Linked DNA regions of Pan troglodytes: region 2 is linked to region 1. Evidence: chromatin contacts called from public HiChIP or PLAC-seq data. All regions are on one chromosome and are shown on one strand. Each heading gives the region's core, a stretch centred on a gene start, on an enhancer-like site or on the middle of the called end of the contact. The rest is flanking DNA. Distances are from core to core; before and after follow the strand shown.

The links. HiChIP or PLAC-seq counts read pairs in DNA pulled down with a chosen protein or histone mark.
Region 2: a contact with region 1 is called in an H3K4me3 HiChIP or PLAC-seq map of stem cell-derived excitatory neurons, with 2.2 times the contacts expected there. The contact joins the promoter of HMGCS1 here to the promoter of CCL28 in region 1. A contact is called at or near these places in 1 of 7 Hi-C or Micro-C datasets (stem cell-derived neural progenitor cells) and 1 of 1 datasets of contacts at active chromatin or transcription factors (stem cell-derived excitatory neurons).

The regions. Positions count from the first base shown.
Region 1 is chr4:69,389,835-69,397,358 of NHGRI_mPanTro3-v2.0_pri, reverse strand. CCL28 (C-C motif chemokine ligand 28) reads right to left here and starts at 3,752. Exons shown (of 3, transcript XM_009449212.4): 1 at 3,562-3,752.
Region 2 is chr4:69,479,791-69,487,314 of NHGRI_mPanTro3-v2.0_pri, reverse strand. HMGCS1 (3-hydroxy-3-methylglutaryl-CoA synthase 1) reads right to left here and starts at 3,765. Exons shown (of 10, transcript XM_016953343.3): 1 at 3,408-3,765.

The DNA of each region.
Region 1 (7,524 bases), core at 2,503-5,002:
CATTCTCCTGCCTCAGCCTCCCAAGTAGCTGGGACCACAGGTGCCAGCCACAATGCCCAGCTAATTTTTGTATTTTTAGTAGAGGTGAGGTTTCACCATGTTGGCCAGGTTGGTCTTGAACTTCTGACCTCAAATGATCCACCCACCTCAGCCTCCCAAAGTGCTGGGATTACAGGCGTGAGCCACCGCGCCCGGCCTCCTTTCCTCCATTCTTAAGATGAGGTTCTTTAAAGACATAGTGTATCTTAATCTTTACTTTTGGATTGAGATAAATCTCTACAAGGATTAAGCCCACTCTTCAGTTTTTGTAATAATAGCTATATATATCCAAGGCCAAGGGCCAAATAACCTCCAGATGTATTTTTAAAAACACCTCTGGATTTAGCTCAGGGTCTCTCACAAGACGTGTAGAAACTGTCACAAGGTGTGACCCTTTTATCTTTTGAGGAGGTGAGAAGTTATTGTTTCTTCTGCTATGCTATATAAAATTCTGTTCCAATTTCATAGTCACTTTTGTGCTGCCGTACATGCTTGTAAATGTGTTAATGCTTACTCAGTAATACTTTTTTTTCTCTTCTGTATTGGTACAGAGGAATCTTTCATTGGCAGGATTGTTCTCTTTCCATAACAGAACCACCCCATCTCACTGATATGCAGACACTCCTTAAATCTTCAAGTTTACACATACACATAGGTCTGCTTCTGGGCTTTTTCTTCTGTCTCATGCTCTACTTATTGACCTCTGCATCAATTCCACATGTCTCAACTAAGACACTTTTTAATAAATCTCAAAACTTGATACAATAAGTCTTCCCACTCAATTTATTCTTCAAAATTGTCTTGGCTGTTCTTGATCCTTTACCTTTTAGATAAATTTTAGAATCAGTTTGCTTAGTTCTTTAAGAATTTCAGGAATTGTGGTTGGAATTGCACTAATTTTACAACTAAGATCTGAAATATATTGTCTTCCCATTCATAAATATGGAATTATCTCTCTCTCTATTCAGATTTTCTTGGTCCTCCAAGATCTTTATGAAGAAAATGATAAGATAATGTCGTATATCTTAGATCTATATTTAGGTACCTTATATATTTTGTTGTATTGTGAATGAACTCTTTAAAAATACTTTTTTCTAATTAGTTAATTTTTATGTATAGGAACTCTATTGATTATTTAATGTTGCTCTTGTATCCAGCAACCTTGCTGAATTTTTTTATTTGTAATAGTTTGGAGTAGATACTCCAGTTTTATAGGTAAATCGTCATTTTCATCTCTTTCTTCTCAATTCCTGTGTAGGAAATAAAGGATTTTTCTCTTTTAAAATCTGTTACTTTGCTAAATGCCTAGAACAGTACCTAGCCCATTGAAAGTTTTAAATTGCTGCGGTGGATTAATCTATTTTCTTCCTTGCCCTCCTGGGATAAACCATACTTATTCATAATATATTAATTTTTATATCTTGTATAAGATTTGCTATTTATTAAGATTTTTGCACCTCTGTTCATAAATTAATCTATACTTTTATACCCTGTTACCATCCTTCCATGTTTTGGGTATTAAGGGTATGTTAATCTCAACAATGCATTAGGGAGTTTTTCTCTGTTCTTCCATCCTTTGAAAGAGTTTGTATAAGATAAAGATTTTCTGTTCCTCCAATTTTTGGTAAAGCTTAAAAAACTATCTAGGCCTGGTGTCTGAGGAAAGATGTTTAAGTTGGATTTGTTATTGGCTTACTTGTATATATAATATATATATATTTACATATATATTTATTATTTTTCCAAGAAATTGTTCATTTTATCCACAATTTCTACTTTATTCTCACAAAGTGTCATAGCTTTATCTCACTGTATTTGCAGTCATGACTCCTTTTTTAAATTCTTAGTGTTTGAAGTGAAGGTTCCTGTGCAAAGTAATAGTTTAAAAGTTTGAGCCAGGTGTGGTGGCTCATACCTATAATCCCAGTACTTTGGGAGACTGAGGTGGGAGGATTGCTTGAGGCCAGGAGTTCAGGACCAGCCTGGGCAACATAGTGAGACCCTGTCTCTACAAAAAATTTAAAAGATTAGCCAGGCGTTGTGGCCCACCTACTTGGGAGGCTAAGGCAGGGGGATCACTTGAACCCAGGAGTTGGAGGCTTTGATCCTGCCATTGCGTTACAGGAAAGGGGTCCCCATCCAGACGCCAAGAAAGGGTTCTTGGATCTCGTGCAAGAAAGTATTTAGGGCCAGTCCGCAGTGCAAAGTGAAAGCAAGTTTATTAAGAAAGCAAAGGAATAAAAGAATGGCTACTTCATAGAGCAGCCCTGAGGGTGGCTGGTTGCCCATTTTTATGGTTATTTCTTGATGATATGCTAAACAAGGAGTGGACTATTCATGCCTTACCCCCCGCCCTTTTTTTTTTTTGAGACGGAGTATCGCTCTGTATCGCTCTGTTGCCCAGACTGGAGTGCAGTGGCGAGATCTCTGCTCACTGCAAGCTCCGCCTCCCGGGTTCACGCCATTCTCCTGCCTCAGCCTCCCGAGTAGCTGGGAATACAGACGCCCGCCACCACGCCCGGCTAATTTTTGTATTTTTAGTAGAGACGGGGTTTCACCGTGTTAGCCAGGATGGTCTCGATCTCCTGACCTCGTGATCCGCCCGCCTCTGCCTCCCAAAGTGCTGGGATTACAGGCGTGAACCACTGCGCCCAGCCCATGCCTCTCCTTTTGAGACCAAATCGGGTAACTTTCTGACGTTGCCATGGCATTTGTAAACTGTCATGGCGCTGATGGGAGTGTAGTAGTGAGGGCGACCAGAGGTTACCCTTGTGGCCATTTTGGTTTTGGTAGGATTTAGCCGGCTTCTTCACTGCAACCTGTTTTATTAGCAAGGTCTTTTATGACCTGTATTTTGTGCTGACCTATGTCATCCTGTGACTTAGATGGGAATGCAGCTTAGTAGGTTTCAGCCTCATTTTACCTAGCTCCTATTTTAAGATGGGAGTTGCTCTGGTTCACTCGCCTCTGACAATTGCCTTGCAGCCTGGGCGACAGAGACCTTGTCTCTAATAATAAATAAATGTTTGGCTCTAAGCTTAGAAACAAAGCATTCAACTCATGGGTTAAAGAGGAAACCACAAAATCTTATTCTGGAAAATCGTAAAAGTACTATTTATTATAATGGGTGGGGTACAGTTAAATTTAGCCCTAAATGCATTTATTTAAAACACATACACGAAAAAAACGTGTGTTCAACTAAAAACCCGGAAAAGGAAAATCAGAGGACACAAAGCACGAGAAAAAAAGAAAGAAAGAAAGAAAGAACGAAAAAAGAAAAGCACGACGTTATGGCGCTTTGAGGCTGTCGCGCTACTGGTATCTGTAGTCGTGGCTGCCGTGGACCAGGAGAGACTGAAGTGGAAAACAGCGGGCGGTAGCCGAAGCAGAGAGCAAGGAAGAGCGCGGGAAGTGCAGAGCGACAGCAACAAGAAAGGGGTGGCGCGGGACGTCGTTTACCTGGGCGACGTCCAGCCGCCCTTCCCGCCTCTGCGCCTACGCAACCTGCTTGGCGCCACTGACCTGGTGAGGAGGCTTCTTTAAGGCCGTGGACGGTTCCTACCCGCGCGCGGAGAGGACCGACGTGAAGAAGCTGCCAAAGTATAACAAGTACTACGCGAAGGGTAGGTAGGGTGGAGTCCCAGGCAGCGCGTGACGGCCGGATGCCCAGACGCGCACGTCGCCCGCAGGCGCACGCCTGGACCCGGGGGAGCCGGCTGGGGCGCCCAGGACCAGGCCTAGCCTACTGCGGGCTGCCCTTCACAGAGCTGCAGGAGAAAACTAGTTGTATGGTGCACGCATTCCCTAACCCTTACTAGTTTTTTTTTTTTTTTAATTGATCGGCCAGCTTTTGATGCGGGTATGTTAAAATCTCCCACTGTTATTGGGATTATGCCAGTTTTTTTTTTCTTGCATTTCTGTCTACTTATGTGATACAACACTTGGGGTTATGTTTTCAGATGCCCAAGTACCCTCCTGGTCCACAGCCAGAATTAAAATGAGGCACGAGCCTCAGGTGCAGAATTTAAGGGACCGCCAAAAGAACTCCGTAATGAAAATAAGCAATATTTGGATGCAATATTTTAAAAAATAAAAATTAATGCAAAAAAGTCTATGATTAGTAAAATGCTGCAATTTTAAATAAAAACAAAATCTGACTGCATTTTCACGCCTCGATCATCTCTCTTGCCTCACAGGAGTCTGGGCCCTAGAGATAGCTTTTCTGTGAAGTGAACTTTTTTATCTTTCGGTTAAGATTCCTCTATTTCTACTATAACTTTTTGCTTAAATCATATTTTTCTGTTATTGACATTGCTACGCTAATCTTTTGGTTTGTATTCATTTATTCTCTCTCTTTTTTTGCGTTTTTAAATCTTTTTTCTTTGCTTTTTATTCTTTCTGTTGGAAAGGTATTTTCTGTGTTTCCTTTATTAATATTTTTCTACTAAAAATTTAGGCTGAGTTGGGTCAAGAAAAAGCTTCCTTGGGAAAAATGTCTACAATATCTAGTACCGATATGTTTCTTTTTGAATCGTAGAAGTGTGTTATTTTACTAATTAAAGTGATTGTCACATCAGTAAAATTCTAGAAGCATTTATAGGGTGCTGCCTGCATTGTATCAGTCTTTGTAACAGACACCGAGTATATAAGAATTAATAAGTCATAGTACCTGCCCTCAGGGCGCCTACAATTAGCAATTAGCAGACTTTTTTTTCTTTTTTTCCTTTAGATAGGATCTTGCTCTGTCACCCAAGCTGGAGTGCTGGAGTGCAGTAGTACAAACACAGCTAACTGCAGCCTTCACCTCCTGGCGTCAAGTGATCCTCTTGCCTCAGCCTCCCGTGTTGCTGGGACCACCGGTGCACACCACCATGCCTACCTAATTTCTTTATTTTTTTTGTAGAGATGGGAGCTTACTTTGTGCCCAGGCAGAGCAGACATTTTTCTAACATTGTCTCATTGGACCTCTCTGCTGTATTTAACACTTACCCATTCCTTCCTTGAAAATTTCCATATTCCTAGTTACTAGTCTCTTCTAATTTTCTGAATAATGAGAAATTACAGCTGGGCACAGTGGCTCATGCCTGTAATCCCAGCACTTTGGGAGGCCGAGGCAGGAGGATCACGAGGTCAGAAGTTCAAGACCAGCCTGGCCAAGATGGTGAAACCCCATCTCTACTAAAAATACAAAAAAATTAGCCGGGCATGGTGGCAGACGCCAGTAATCCCAGTTACTCAGGAGGCTGAGACAGAGAATTGCTTGAACCCGGGAGGTGGAGGTTGCAGTGAGCCGAGATTGTGCCACTGCACTCCAGCCTGGGCGACAGACAGGGACTCCATCTCAAAAAAAAAGAAGAGAAATTACTTTCTCTACCTCTTGAATGTGTCCTCCTTTGCCCTCTCCTCAATAGTTAGCATTCTCAAAGTGCCATCCCTAACCTACTGCTCTTTTCTTTCCACATCTCATGTTTAAAATTTTTACTATGTCAGTAACTTCAAAATGTGTTTTTTTAGCTCTACCCAAATATTCTGATGTGTATCCACCTGCCATTGAACATGCACTTGGATATCCCACAGGCACCCCAAACTCAACAGAGCCGCAACTGAAGACATCATCTCCTGCCACTTTAAATCTACTGTTTTCATTTTCTCATCTCGTTTAATCACTTTGTACTGTTATCCAAGTGTAATTCCATCTTCTGCACTCCCATGGCCAGTCAAACTCCTGTAGATTGTATTTTCCTTAACACTTTTCAGATCTGTCTCCTCTTCATCCTTGTTACCACTCTTAGTTCAGGACCTTATTAATTGGCTTCTGGACTGCTGAACCTCTCAGTTGTCTACTTTCTTCCAATTTGAATCTGAGGTCCCACAGTACCTTGTGCTTTCCTATATCTTAGTCTTTACCATGTATGACATTAAGAGTCTATATGACTGTCTTTTGATCTTTGTAACCCCCCACCACATAGCACATTGTCTGGTATTAGTGCTAAATAAGTTTCTTGGACTGAACTAAGCTCCGATCTTATCAGTGTTTCATTTTTATCTTGTTTTAAGGCTTTTAATGTCCAAAATATTTTTGCTTTTTTTCTAGGAATAGTATTTTCAGTTTTTGGTCAAGCTCTTATGTCCCAAATTATCTACAATTACACAGTGCTTTTCATAGGTACCATCCCTGCACATTGAAGTAATAAGGGGTCAGTCAATATGATAAATCATTTGTTCACTATATGTAATATTGTAAAGATGTTTTTAGTATCTGATCAGAAGCATTCCTATTTGTCTTATTATGGTGTTATTTCTTTTCTTTTTTTTTTTTTTTGGGATACCGTCTTGTTCTGTTGCCCAGGCTGGAGAGCAATGGTGTGATCACGGCTCACTGCAGCCTTGAATGCCCAGGCTCAAGTGATCCTCCTGCCTTAGCTGCCCAAGTAGCTCGGACTACAGGTGCACCCCACTATGCCTGGCTAATTTTTAAAATTTTTTGCAGAAACAGGGTGTTGTATGTTACCCAGGCTGGTCTCAAACTCCTAGCCTCAAGCAATCCTCCCACCTCAGCCTCCCAAAGTGCTAGGATTATAGGCATGAGCCACTGCACCTGGCCTTATTCTGGTGTTATTTCTATTAGTTTTGGATTATTGTCATTATTATTCCCAGTATTAAGTGTATGGATGATTTTCCAGGAATGTGAGTCCCTGTTTTGGTTCTGTCTATGATCCAGTTTTGGTCACTAGAGGGCTGTAAAGATCTCTTAGTGCTCAAGAACTGTTGGCACTACACATCAAATTTGTGATACAAAAGTTAGATTCTGGGTTTTGTGATTGTTGGAGAGTGGGGTCTCACTCTATTGCTCAGGCAGGTCTCGAACTCCTAGACTCAAGCTATCCTCCCACCTTTGTCTCCCCAAGTGCTGGATTACAGGCGTGATCCACTGCGCCTGGCAGATTTTGGGTTTTAAGGAAAGGATCCTGCTATTGTAGAGACGTGAACAGCTTCCTCTCTTACTTGGATGTGTTGTATAGGATCTCACTACTCAAAGTGTGGCTCCCAGAGCCACAACAATGGCATCACCTGGGAGCTGACTAGAAATGCAATTTGAAAGGCACTGGTACTATATATAGAACACAGCAAAATAGAAACAGAGTAAAGAAAGGCACATGCAATTATTGGAGAAAGGATTTGCAGACTAAAGATAAAAATGATATAAAAGATTCACTTAGCTGCTAGCAGTGTCTCAAGACTGCAATTTAAGAAGGGCAGGCTGGGTGCAGTGGCTCACGCCTGTAATCCCAGCACTTTGGGAGGCCGAGGTGGGCAGATAATGGGGTCAGGAGTTCGAGACAGCCTGACTAACATGGTGAAACCCCGTCTCTACTAAAAATACAAAAAATTAACCGGGCATGGTGGCAGGTGCTTGTAATCCCAGCTACTCAGGAGGCTGAGACAGGAGAATCACTTGAATCTGGGAGGCAGAGGTTGCAGTGA
Region 2 (7,524 bases), core at 2,516-5,015, 90 kb before region 1:
TAGCCTTGATTCAAAGAAGTGGTTGGAGAAGTTCATTGCCTACACATTTTGGTATGTAAACTATAAAATATAAACAGTTACCTATTGATCTTTCTCATTGTTACAGGAGATACATCTAGGAAATTAAGAACAAGTTGGCAACCTTTCCTCCTTAGGAGCAAGCAAGTAAAAACTAATGTTAAGAAAGACTTGCTCAAACCTGTACACTCTGGTATAGTTCTCCAAGTAAAAAGCATGGACATCCCTGCCTCCTCCCAGAGTTACTGGTCTGCCTATCAGAGATTCTACTCATCTTCAAGGCCCTGTTCTAAGTCACCTCTTCCTGGAAGCTTTCCTCGATAAATCACACAGAAAATAAGTTTTCTAATCAGGGACCTGCACTTCTACAGAGGTAGGTCATTCATACCCGAGTCTACATAGCCTACTCTCTATGGAAAACTAGTTATGGGCAGTCTTCTTATCCATACAGGATTCCTACACTTCTTTTGGGAGAGGGGCTATATATTTTGATTTTTTGAAATCCCTTTGAGACCTTGAAGTAAAGGGTACTCAAATGTCACATTTTTCAGTGGCTGAATTTGGAGTTATAACTACTAGAGGACAAATCTTTTAGATTTAATACTTGTAGCAGCCCTCAGTAGTAAGTGCTTTCTGCTATCACTTTTTAATTTTTTTTAAAATTTATTACTGCTCCTTGCAGAGCAGGGCTACTCTATATGTAGTGTGTCCAGAGTAGCCTGCTATCACTTTTGAGATGAGCTGCAGCACCACAATGTCTAGTTTAAAGAAATTGGCTCTTTACTGCTACTGTTCAAGGCATATGGTAGGTTTCAATTGTTCCCAGATCCCAAGGTGAAAAATGTAAGAAGCCCATATGGAATCAGAAAACATTTGTTGGTCTTACAATCATTCCCATATGCACCCACAACTAAAAACCCTGCAAAGATGAAGACAACACTTCAAGCTTTCAAAGATTAGCCTCTCCGCTACTGGTGTAACTACACTCAGTTGACAGACATTAAGTGAACATCAACACACGCCATGCATTAGGATGAAGACATTAAGAATCTAGTTCTAGCCAGGCATGGTGGCTCACGCCTGTAATCTCAGCACTTTGGGAGGCCAAGGCGGATGGATCATTTGAGGTCAGGAGTTCAAGACCAGTCTGACCAACATGGTGACACCCCATCTCTTCTAAAAATACAAAAAAAATTAGCTGGGTGTGGTGGCACATGCCGGTAGTCCCAGCTACTCGGGAGGCTGAGGCAGGAGAATCACTTGAACCTGGGAGGCGTAAGTTGCAGTGAGCCGAGATCACGCTGCGGCACTCCAGCTTGGGCGACAGAGTGAGATTCTGTCTCAAAAAAAAAAAAAAAAAAAAAAAAAAATCTAGTCCTATCATTAGGACAGGTAATATGTATCCCACCTTTTAAATCTATACTACCTTCTTGAAAAACATAAAAATATCACACATCCTTCTATGATATTTGGTTCCACGGTAACCCAGCATAAAATTATAAGGCTATATTCCTTTCTAAATGAAACTAATTGGAGAGTCTGATACGTAGCAAAACCAACTTCTCCAGCTACATCTCATATCCAATTCCACTGGATTATGGAAGATCCAACCAGGTTTTAAATGATTCTAGAGGACACAGGAAACTGATGTTACAACAATATCGGGTTTTTGCATTTATTTCTTCTGAGAAAAGCTATCTAAAATCTAAGTCAAAATCTCAAAATCAATCCACAGTTAAAAGAAACAAGATGTAAAAGCAATCTGGAGGGATATTTAAGATGAAAAACAAAATTAAAACAAGGCCCAAATGACGTGGCCTACGGCTCCAAACATAAAATATCCTTTTACACTCCCTCCCCACAGCGTAAGTCAGACCTTCTGAGTGCTGGGGTTACTGATGATTATACCAGAATTGAGCTGAACTAAAGTAAAACCGAATAAAGGGCAAACTTACAAACTTAGGTGAGAAATATCTACAAAAGTAGACACAAAGAAAGCCTTTCTCTCTTCCCATAAGGTATGCTATCCCTGCCCCCTTCTTCACACAAAAATAATTGCAATTTTAAAATAAAGTTTAAGGAACACAAGCTGCTTAGGTGTCTCAAGTGCAAAGAACTACTGACACGGATAATGTTAATGACTTTCAACTGCCTCTCATCTAATAGTATCTGTGCAATAAAGTCCAAAACACATCTCAGAAGGAAAAATGTTAACTCTAGGAGCACTTCCATTTGTCTTAATTTTGTTGTTTATCTTGTCATTGTTTTTCATATTCATGCCTCAAAACAGAGCAAATGTTAGTTAGCAGCAGCCAGAACACATCATCCTACTGCAGCAGGTGGCAAGAGCATCCTCGGGAAGGTGGGGAGCTGCAGCAGAGGTGAGCAGTGAAAGCAGCTACTGATGCCTTAAGGCTAAGGCCACAGGGACAAGCATGACAAACAGGCACAACCTCACATTATTTGTTCCCCAAATCCCTCCTCCAGAGTGGATCAGAATAATCGTTTCTCTACCACTGGTCAAGGCCAGACGTGGGTTTTCAAAGACTCCATATACTTGCTTTGAAATATCCTTAGCTTAATCCAAAACCTATTTGTGGGAGGACTCTGTGAGTGCCTGCCCATTACACTGTATCACCTAAAGCTGGTCCCGAAGGTATTAGCAGGAGAGAGATGTGGGATTTCAGAACACCAAGGAAGCCTATTCTTTAAAACGTAGACAAAAAAAAAAAAAAAAATATGGAGGCAGGAAGGCGGGAGGCAGTGATCTATGAGATTTGAAGCAAGTACAGACTGAGCCCCAGTACTTAGCCAGGTCTAAATCACGGTTGTGAACGCTTTCTTGCACCTGAGCTGAGGAAGAAAAGTAATGCTACCCACTTCCCTTCTTTCCATCAACTCTATATGTGGCAGCAGGACACACCCCCTGCGAACCTACCAGCCTCCGTCTAAAGAGGATCTTACCCATCCTTTGGCGTCCACCCTTAACCAACGCTCTGGAAACGCCTTGGTAGCCCAACTGTCTTTTCTCCCCCTCCTGACACCCCCCACTCACCTCTAGGCGGTCACAGCTGCCTCTCTGGCACCTCCAACTCCTATGTCGTTAGAACACCTAGACCTCAACGCCCTCTCGCGTTCTCCCCTCCGCGACTCGCCTGTGTTCTCGGATCTTCTCAGATCCGCTACGGTCGGCCTCAGGTCCCTCACGAGGGAACCCCCGCCCGGCCCCGCTCACGGTGCCCCATCCTCCCGGGCAAAGTCCACGCCTACGTCCTGACCCAGAGCCCCAGCTCCTTCGGGCCTAGTCAAGGACACCGCCTCTGTCTGGCCCACACCCCGCTCGCGGCACCTCCGCAGCCCAGCTCTACTCCCCAGCGCGGGACACTCACCAAGCGTGACCGAGCGGCAGCAGAGGAAAGGGAGTGAGCCACGAAAGGACAGTCCGCGGCGCCTCCCCTTCGCCACCAGCTTTATAGCCGCCAACCCACCCGACTCCGGCACCGCCGAGAGTCGCTGGGAGGCGGGACGGTGGCTCCAGCAGCCAATCGCGGCCGGTAGAGTTGCCCGGCAGCGCCCGCCCCCCAGTCCGGCTTCTACCAATCAAAAGGAAACTAGAGGCCATGACTCGCTAGGATTTTCCCTCGTGGCTGGAAGGGCGGGGAGAAGGGGCGGGGACAAAGTCTCAGGGCCGAGGAAGTGGTGTGAGAGACTGACGTGCGGTGGCACGAGAGCCCAGTTGCCAATGACGGAGCTGCGAGATACGGCGAGAGCCAACGGGAGCGGAGTGAGAGGTTCTCCGACCAATTGGGACTAAGTGAGAGGAGATGCGGGCCAATGGGTACTCCGCGTCCCACCGCTGGAGAGATGGTCAAATGTGGGAGGCGAGGTGGTCCCAGCTTGGGAGTCTGTCAGGTTGCCTAGCAACCAGAACTAGGCTTCACCTGAAAGATTTCTGAAATACTGTACTTGATTTGAATTCAGTCTTAACGTTTTCTAGCAAAGTGTGCCTAGATTGCAAATTGGAGCAGAATACTTCACCCAGAACTTGTATATGTGTAAATATTCTAAATACCCGATTTGTAAATACTCAAATATTGTCTCCTTCATTCAAAACTACCTTGACTTAAAAAAAACAGAACAAACAAAAGTGCTCTTGAGACAAAGCTTTCTAATTAAACCTAAAACAAAATGGTTTCAGGATTAGGCATCCGTGGGGAGGGTGCAGAGCCTTGCCTTTGAAGGGAAGTTGATACTGAATTCAAGGATTTTTGCCAGGCCATGCACTCTGAGGAAAGGGACTCCATTTGGCCTGTTGCCCACTGTATCTTCTAAGCTTCATATGTGGTACCTGCCAAATAAAAGGCTGTGGAAAGGCCACGTAATTGTCGGCATAGTAAATCCATCGGATATGGACTGCCTAACTCCCCCAGCAAATAGGAGCAATTCAAGCTAGAGGAATTCACTGAAACACTATTTGGGGGAATCCAAAGGAGGACACTTGTGGCTTTGCAATAAACTCTGCCTCTATCTAGTCAGAGAGAGAAGCCATAATACTTAGCTTTGGTGGGGGACTATGAGTGAGGTTCGGAGTTGTTTGTATCTCTCCCCATCTCAATTTAATTAACAGGAATGCTATTGATAAGGGGTCATTGGTAATTCTGTGATTCACACAATTATTGTTATGGGAGTTTTTTTAACCACTATAGATGCTAACCTAGTAAGACACATTCTCAGCAGCAAAGTGGCAAAATATATTGGAAATGGAACCACTATGAAGTGGTGGCATAAATGACTTGGGGGAAGAGGACCACTCAGTAATGATTTCCATTCCACAGTATTGCCCATGACTCATTTCATATGTATGTAAAGTAACTAGATAGTAAACAGAGAGAGAGAGACATTGCCTGATTATGATCAACAGCAATTTGGGGTGAGGTAGGAGATTAAAATTCTTGGCATATTGGAATATGCTGAAAGGCAGTAAGGACAAACACAAGAAAGAAGATACAGTTTTGTCGTTAGGAATCGCAAATAATTCCAACTCCAGGAGTACACAATGGGAAATGATTAGCCAGACGGTCATGAGAATGACCATCTTACACAACCGGAAATTTCTACAAGGAACAGACCGTCTTTTTGATCATGTTAATCTTCAATTAAGCAAAGTGAGCATGATTATTGATTACTGGGAAGCCAAACAATGGAGAACAAAAAGAGTTAGTAATTAGATACAGAAGATCTTGTTATAAATAAAGTTTCCATGCCGCAAAAGAAATAGCAGTCGAATATAAAATTTTCTTTTTAATTCTCAGCAAGGCAAGGTACTTCTATAGAAGGATGCACCCTTACAGATGGAGCAATGGTGAGTGCACACTTGGACGAGGGAGGGAAAGGGGTTCTTATTCCTGACGCACGTGGTCCCCACTGCTCTGTCGTTGCCTTATTGGCTAGGGTTAGACTGCAAAGGCTAAACTAATTCCGATGGACTAATTTAAAGACAGTGATGGCGGAAAAATGGTTATGAAATGAGTCAGGGTGAAGAATGAATTGGAATGAGTCAAGATGGAGTACGTAATCAGAATGAGTCAAGGTGGAGAATGAGTCAGGTTGGAGTAGGTAATCAGAAAATGTTGCTTTACTAGGAAGCTACGTTTAAAAGTAGAAGGCAAAGAATGGAACATACTGACATATTAATTCTTTGAAGAGAAATTTAGAATTCATATTTAACAACTTCCTCCTCTTGCATTTTTCTTACAGCTTTCTCTTCAAACTTATTTAGCATGTCTTGATTTAGTTGTTCTGCTTGATTTTCCAAAAGAAGAAGCTTTTCTGGATGAGGTGGAGGATAGTTAAGGGAGGTTTTAGTAAGTACCGTTTCTATGAGCCTCTGCACCAACCCACAGATGCATGGTATGACATAGCACCTGACAAGAATAAGTACACCTATTATGACTATGAGGGAGGTAAGAATTGGGGCTATTATTCCTTTCCATTTACCGAACCACTTTTCTAGCCATCCTGTAAAGGGATCATTTACCCCTGAGTTGCTGGCTAACTCATTGGGTAGAGCAGTCAGACCTCGCAATGCCTTTGTTATACTTCCATTAGGGGTGGCGTTGTTTGGGATGAAGGTGCAACATTGAGTTTTAATCATGACACAAACTCTTCTTCTTTCTGCTAATATCATGTCTAAGGCTATCCTATTTTCCCAAGCCATCTGGCTAATAGCCCCTAATTGCTCAGCTATTCCTTTAACAGCATCTCTAGTGTAGTTAATACATCATTGTTGGTTGTAATAGATGTCGTTTATCCAATCTACATTTTTATTAATTGTCACCCACCAAAATATTGACTCAAATCCTGCAGCTATTTGATTTCGGGCTTTAAATTGATCTGGTATTCCCTGTGGGACTCCAATTGCATTTAAATAGACGTGAGAGTCGAAAGACCCATAAGGGGCTTCTCTCGCTTTATGATGTCTTGTTTTTCCTTCCTCTGGTTGATAAAATGCCAGGGTGAAAGGGATAGCCAACTGGACTAAAGCACAAGTGTCACTCCAGTTATTCAGCAGAGTGTCTAGTAAAGGTCCACCACAATACCACCACACATCCACTCAGGGACGAACAAGGGCTGACTGATTAGTAAGTTCTTAAAAATTCTTAAGCTCACTGCATCCCTTCAGGTCTCCAAGGAATGCTAAGTTTCCTTCCTGTTGTGAGACACACGAAGTGAACTTAGTGTTGGGAGATGGAAGCTGAATGGCCCTTGGGGGCTGACCCACAGGGTGTCAGACTTCGTGATATAGTAGAGAGAGAGCTTGGCACGACTTGTTACCCCAGGCTGTAGAATCCTGGAAAAGAGCTACCATGCAGCCCATGCCCAGTCGAGTGGAGGACCACCTTAGTGGAAAGGGGACAATCTGGGCCTCTGGCCTGCTATGTGCACAAGCATAACAATTGCTTTTGTTTAATGTGTGGATGGAATATTTGATACATTCCAACCAGGCATTTACATCTTGGTATCCTGTCTCAGTTGCCAAAGTTTGTTTTAAGTCTTTAACTTCTACCATCGCTATCTTGGCCTTGTTGGTAGATGGAGGAGGAACAATGGTTCCGTTGTGAGAGGTTTTGGAAAAAGGCTTAAAGGCAGGTGCAGGTGGCAGGGGATCAAAGAAATGCATTTCAAGGATCCAATAGGGTGTGTCCCTGACATCTAGCCCACATGCCATAAAACCGGCTTAAAGAAGGGAACTGGCTCAGAAAAGGGGAAGAACTTTGGGGGCTCGAGATAATAACCTATATAGGATTGCACTGGTTTAGCTGACAGTTATTGGGGGCTGTCCGTTTAGTAAAATGAATGTGTGGTTTTAGGAAATTACAAAAACCGGTCAGAGCAGTGCATCCTTGCTCTTTGGTGGTCCACAGAACGTTGGAACAACTACAGCATAAAAGCTCTGTGTCGGTGGGGGCAAGACTCCTGGTTGCCACTGGGGTCTTTATCAAAATC